Regions from separate parts of the Anas platyrhynchos genome. Here region 1 is linked to region 2. Evidence: chromatin contacts called from public Hi-C data. All regions are on one chromosome and are shown on one strand. The core of a region is the stretch at or near the end of the contact, and the rest is flanking DNA. Distances in the headings are between cores, read along the strand shown. Region 1 overlaps SDCBP (syndecan binding protein). Region 2 overlaps NSMAF (neutral sphingomyelinase activation associated factor).

Evidence for each region. Hi-C and Micro-C count contacts between places; a contact is called where the count stands out from the background.
Region 1: a Hi-C map of liver shows a contact between it and region 2, with 2.8 times the contacts expected there. The contact joins two enhancer-like sites. A contact is called at or near these places in 2 of 8 Hi-C or Micro-C datasets (liver and subcutaneous adipose tissue).

Annotation. Positions count from the first base shown.
Region 1 is chr2:39,312,582-39,315,569 of IASCAAS_PekinDuck_T2T, forward strand. It overlaps SDCBP (syndecan binding protein), which reads right to left. Exons shown (of 9, transcript XM_027452272.3): 2 at 1,009-1,074. The coding sequence starts at 1,059. Among named protein-coding and RNA genes, the nearest start is that of SDCBP, 3.7 kb to the right of the region's middle. Within about 2 kb of position 1,635, at least 2 of the 8 cell types and tissues checked have an H3K27ac peak or open chromatin away from gene starts, as enhancers often do.
Region 2 is chr2:39,274,445-39,277,273 of IASCAAS_PekinDuck_T2T, forward strand. It overlaps NSMAF (neutral sphingomyelinase activation associated factor), which reads left to right. Exons shown (of 31, transcript XM_027452273.3): 6 at 2,480-2,530. Among named protein-coding and RNA genes, the nearest start is that of NSMAF, 12 kb to the left of the region's middle. Within about 2 kb of position 1,542, at least 3 of the 8 cell types and tissues checked have an H3K27ac peak or open chromatin away from gene starts, as enhancers often do.

The sequences.
Region 1 (2,988 bases), core at 385-2,884, 38 kb after region 2:
TTCTGAAAGAAACAGACCTCCTAGGAGTTTTCTACAGGAGGTCCCAAATGCACAACTGAGTTTAGAAATTAAACTGAGTGTTTTCACTGTCTGTTGCTGACTTGCAAATAGAAGAGATAGCATTAAAGTAAGCTAATTCCCTTCCTCCTCATGGTATCTCAGCTACCTGTTTTTCACTGATCATGAATACATGAGGCCAAAATAGATTAGCATACAGAGGCCTGCTAAGTATGACAGGAACAGCTATCCCAGTATCTATCTCTAAGACACAGATTAAAGGTGTGGAAAAGTTTCAGCACAACAAAAACTATGTTGTGCAGGACACATAAATCATTTAATTCAGCAAGACAATTGAATTACTTAATTTTTTATTTTTTTCCCCCCTCACGGAAATAATGTTTAAAAACAGAAGATTCCGTAGTCCTCTTCAGGAAGTTTTGTTTAGAGAGAAGTTTCAGAGCAAGAGTGACTCATTATTTATCAAACATATTTAGAAGAAATGCCTCCAACTTAAATGCTGGGCAAAAAGAATGGGTTAGAATATTTAGTGCAAGAAGTTTACATTTAAACCAGCAGCCATTTTAATCTCACTGATTTGCTGTAGACACAGATTTTGTCTTTCAACACAGAGATACCCTACTTCCATTTCCTCAATGCTTCATTCAGTGGTCACAAAAGTTAAAAGTAGTAAATAGACCACATTTAGCATTTAGATCACAAACTCTAGCAGTTGATCTTTAGCTCCAGGCAGGGTGGGTTTGTTTGTTTGTTCAGGGGGGTAAATTTCATGTTACCCAACTGCATCTTCATATAAGAAGCACACGGGACATGGCAGACAGAACAAAGAAATCCCAACTACAATCCTTACCTACAACTTCAAGGGTCCAATGATCCTTAGAAGTGCAATGGTAAAACATCACATCACAACTTCCATAAAAATCTCCCCCTCCCCTTACTAAATATCAACACATCTATTATTGTCACCATTTTTACAAAAGCCTCCCATACCTGAATAACTTTGTCCACCTTCAGATCTTCCAGGGAAGGATAGAGAGACATTTTGATGCAGTCTCACTGAATTACAGGAAGACACGGAAAGGAGAAAAGCAAACAAAACAGGGTTAGACATCAGGTATTTACCTAATGTTACAACTTAAAAAAGAAAAGAGAAAACAGACAAAGCATTAAATAAGTTCAGCTGTGACCCGCAAGTCTCAGCATGACAGATACGCAGCACTAGAGACAAATTCCATTAAGGCTATCTATTTAATCTATTATCAATAATAGTCTTTGTGTAATAGGCTTTATTTACTATACTTAGTGGTGCCAAAGTTTAGGTCTCAGCTATGAGAAATCCCACACAGAGAAAATTGTTTCACAGTAAGTATCATAAAGAAAGAACGTAGGAAGCAGTGATGCAACAGTGAGGAGGTTTGAAAGCAAAACCTAATCATATTCCTCCACACAAACTCAACAGTAATTTATATACAACTCTGTAAGCTTTCACACTATTACCCCAAGTATCTAAACACTGATAATTCTGATGTTCCTACAAAAGGAGTCACTCATCAGAGCTGGCTTCCCATGTCCACTTGTACCACATTATGAGCCAGCCAGATTCGGTCAGTGGTGAGTTTCAAAATCCACAGGGACTTCAGCCTGCCTCTCATGTGATGTTGTGAAAGCCCTGTGACAACATTAACAGGAAGTAATAATAAAAAAAAAAAACACTTCACATGATCCTGTAATGCACTGTACCGATGCTCAGCTCTGCTACAGCTGGGCACCAGAGGCTTTAGGAAATGCCATTTTCAAGAGATCCTTCACTCAAGTTCTCACCAAGGTCAACAGAGCTTTGCAAAAGAGTAATGAGACATTTCACCCCAAATTACGTGAATGTGTTAACTCAGAGGAGGAAGGCTAGAAGAGGAACAGAAGGAGAAGACATCAAAACATGACAAAGTCTTGCAAGTTACATATGGCACGGAGAACACAGCTAACGGGGCAGCACTACTAATAGCTTCTGGTTTGGGGATTAATTTTCTCATCCAAACACTTCAGAGGTCCTCATTTGCGTAACGAATTAACTATAAGTCCAGACTAAGAGCAACCACTATATAAATCCCTGAGCTACTGCTTCTTCACATGCAGATACCGAATTGATTAAAAAAATCCGCTGCCTAACATGACGCTGCAGGAACACAATAGATGTCTCCTTACATTACATCAAGGTCACTAACAGCTTTTCTACTTGTTCAGCAGAGTGCCCAGGAGCTCAAGTATCATGTCAAACTGCAATTAAAACTTTAGAAGAGCCCAAAACATGGCAGGGATCTGAATTGACCTGACATAACAGGCCACGCGTTTGTAATTATGTGCAACTGATAATTTCGTGAAGTTGATGCAGCTAAACCAAGTATAGCCAAGACCTGGAAGCCTTAAAAATTAAACACATTTAAAGCGAGTTTAAAATTCCATTTTAAGGCAGCATTGACCTGAAAGCAATTAAATGCTTTTGCTAAACTCAAAGGGGTAATGGCTAATGCAAACCCAAGCCCAGCAAAACGCTTGCTCGGGTATGCAATCCCTGGACACTGCACTCTGCTGCCAGTACCGGTGAAGAGGCACACACATCAGGCTGGATATCTCCTTCCAAGCTACATCGGTCATGGTGATTTCAGCTGCAGCACACGTTCAAAGTCAGCAGTCAGCACCCCATGGGACAGAGTGGTCCCATCATAGGGCAACAAAGGGAGCAGAAGCCCACCATGAGCTCCAACATCTGCATGGTAGCACAGACAGCACCCAGGGTCTGCGGTGTCTCTGGTCCCAGTGACCATTTCCACACAGAATTTCAAGGTTAGAAGAGACCTCAAGATCACCGAATCCAACCTCTGACCTAAAACTAACAAGTCCTCCACTAAACCATATCACTAAGCTAAACACCAGCAAACTTCCACCTGGACCAGCTTTGGTTTTCCTCCACAG
Region 2 (2,829 bases), core at 292-2,791:
TCTGCAGCATATATTTGCAATGGCAAAGCCATCTTTGTCCTTTCAATTCAGCTTTATAAAAACATTGGACTCTACTGTATGTCCACCAAGTCATTTTCAGTAGCTATCCTGAAATGTGGGCTCAAGTTTCAGTCATGAGGTGTGATTAACTTGAACATGTTTGTACTTAATGTTAACTAACTGAATATACTTCAAGCTTTGCAAAATTGGGGCTGATAAGTGTTCCAGAGCTTAAAACAAACAAAGAAACCCCTCATGTTGTCATTTCTGGAAAGAGCAGAAATGAGATGGGAAATACAAATATGCTAGAATGTTTGAGAAGGTAAAATGTCTTTACCAAAGATTGAAGGCCTTGCGTAATGTACTCTGGCAGTCAATGAGGTACCCAAGCATTTAATTTTGTCTATGCTATTTTTTATATTGAGTGTTTTACAGTTGTTGTTTATAGGTATTTCTAATTGTTCCATGCAAACTTGCAGGTGGTCAAAAAAAAGTGTTGTCTTTTATTTCATTACACCTTTTATTCATCCCATCTACCGTACACTGATGTTCTGAAGAACAGATGAGTATAAAAACATTCATGAAGAAAAGAGAATTAACTTTTTAAGTGGGAAATGTTTGTCCCACTACGTGTAGCATGCCAGTCATCCTTCTGTCACTGGGGAAGTACTCTGAAACATTTTGCTGTGATGACACATGCTGGTATTTTATATAAAAGGCATAGGGACTTTCAAGTGTAAAGTACTCGTTCAGTGGTTGTATTGATGATAAATCATGATCTAGTTCTGAATATTTTTTAGTAGAATTTCTGTCTCGTAGGAAACTGTACATAGTGAATAACTGGATCATCTTCAACATGTTCACCTTTTCTTTGGGCTTAAAGCTGTTAATGCATAGCTGCATAAGAAGCTTTGCTTTACGTAACAAGAAAACTAAAAAATAATGACTAAAATTTCAAATATAAATAATAATTGGAGAAAGGTCCTCCAAAATATGAAATTAATGTAGTATGCTACATTTTTTTGTTCTGCTTCCATATGTTTTTTGATGTGTGCTGTTGGCTTTTCCCTCATAGTTCGGAATTTGGGACTTCCAGTGTAGAATAATATTTAGTTATCGTACAGAAGTAAGTGCTGAGTATAAAGTAGGTGCCTCTTACTCTGATTTTTATTCTCCTGTAGCCTGGTCCAGGTCTGTAAAAGCTGATGTCAGATGAAAGGAACTAATTGCCATTATTATTTGATGTAGCACTTCAAGAGGCATGCTGAGCCTTCAAGCTTCTAAGCATGCTGCTCAATTTCTGCTGGCTTGCCCGTACTGTGAGTTGTTACGTGGCAAAGGTCAGCTGTGATGTTAGCTTCTGAGCCCTACTGAAGTCCAGATAGACAGTGTCCACTGCTCTACCCTCATCTGCCAGGCTGATAACAGTATTTCTCTTGGTTTTGGTTTTCTTTATTTGCCTTTGAATGCAGACCCACAGGCGTGATGCTCTCTGTAGGAAGCAAACCAAGGCACTGGGTCTGATGGAGCCACGTGGATGCCTGGTGTGTTGAAAGGCTCTCAGGCCGTGGTGTAGAATAATGCAATTGGTAGTGCAGTCTGGTGCCTTTCGTGGAGTTTAGGACTGAGTTAGTCGTAATCAGGCATGAGATTTTAACAAGTTTGAGCCTTTCCCATGGACAGGGCAAAACAAGACTTTTCTGGCTTTTGACACCTTTCAGACAGCAGATGATAAGGTGATGAACCAGTGTGCCAACAGTTAAACCTTTGTGTAGGAGCTGTGAAGAGAAAAATCTAAAGGTTTCACGTGTTGTTTTTTGTTTTGTTTTTTTTTTGGAGGGGGGAGGAGGGGAAGGTCCTCTCCAGATCTGAGTAGCATCAGAAATACAAAACTGTTCAAAAGCGAGCTATTGAATGAGAGAGGAAATCTGACATTTGTGGCTGTTGGAACAGGAAGCAAAATGTTTGGCAGTGGAAAGAGCTCATTTGAGAGGGCTCACGGTATTTCATGAGTTGCCTCTATGGGAAGGGGCATTCCCTTCAGGGCAGAACCGGAGGGACATGAGCTGCCAGACAAAAAGGTGGGGAGGAGTATTCTGTTGAATGGGGCCAGACTGGTGGCTATGTTTACTGCCTTTAATCTCGCAACTCCTTGAAGGTCATATGATGGGAATAAAAGCTCACTAATTGACTGTATAAGTGAGTAAGCCTCTGAAATGCGTTGGACACTTGTCCCTTTTGTGGTTAGCAGCTACAAAAGGTCATTGTTTTTCTGCAGTTCATGTAGGGTTGTTAAAGCAGGATATTGCAACCCAGTATTTTGACTGCTTAAACAGTGTTTTTAGTTCTGCCTTTATCAGGATGTATGTTTATTATTGATGTGGGTTTGGGTTTATTTTGCTTTTTTCGGATGTGTTCTTTTTTTGTTTGGGGTGGTGTGGTTTTTTTCAGGCTAAAACTAACATTCTTGCTTTTTCAGGCTTTTCTCATTAAAGAAAGAAACATCATTGCACCCTATAAAACAGTCAGAGTAAGTATGCATTTTTTCACTGTTTTTAGTGAACTCATGTTCTGCAAAGACCTATGCTCTCATTTTGGAAAGAGTAAGGTGATAATAAGTTGAGGAATATGACAAGAAAGCTTAAAAAATTGTACACATTGAATAAAAAAACAGTGCTTGAATTCTTCTACAATGTATTTGTATTGTTTGTTGGAGGACATACTGCAGACCTTGCTGCCCTTGCTGTGCAGCTCTGTGGGCTGAACAATCAGACAGAGCTGTCAGCTGGCCACTGGTATTTAGTGGTCACTTCTCCTCAGTTCTAAGCA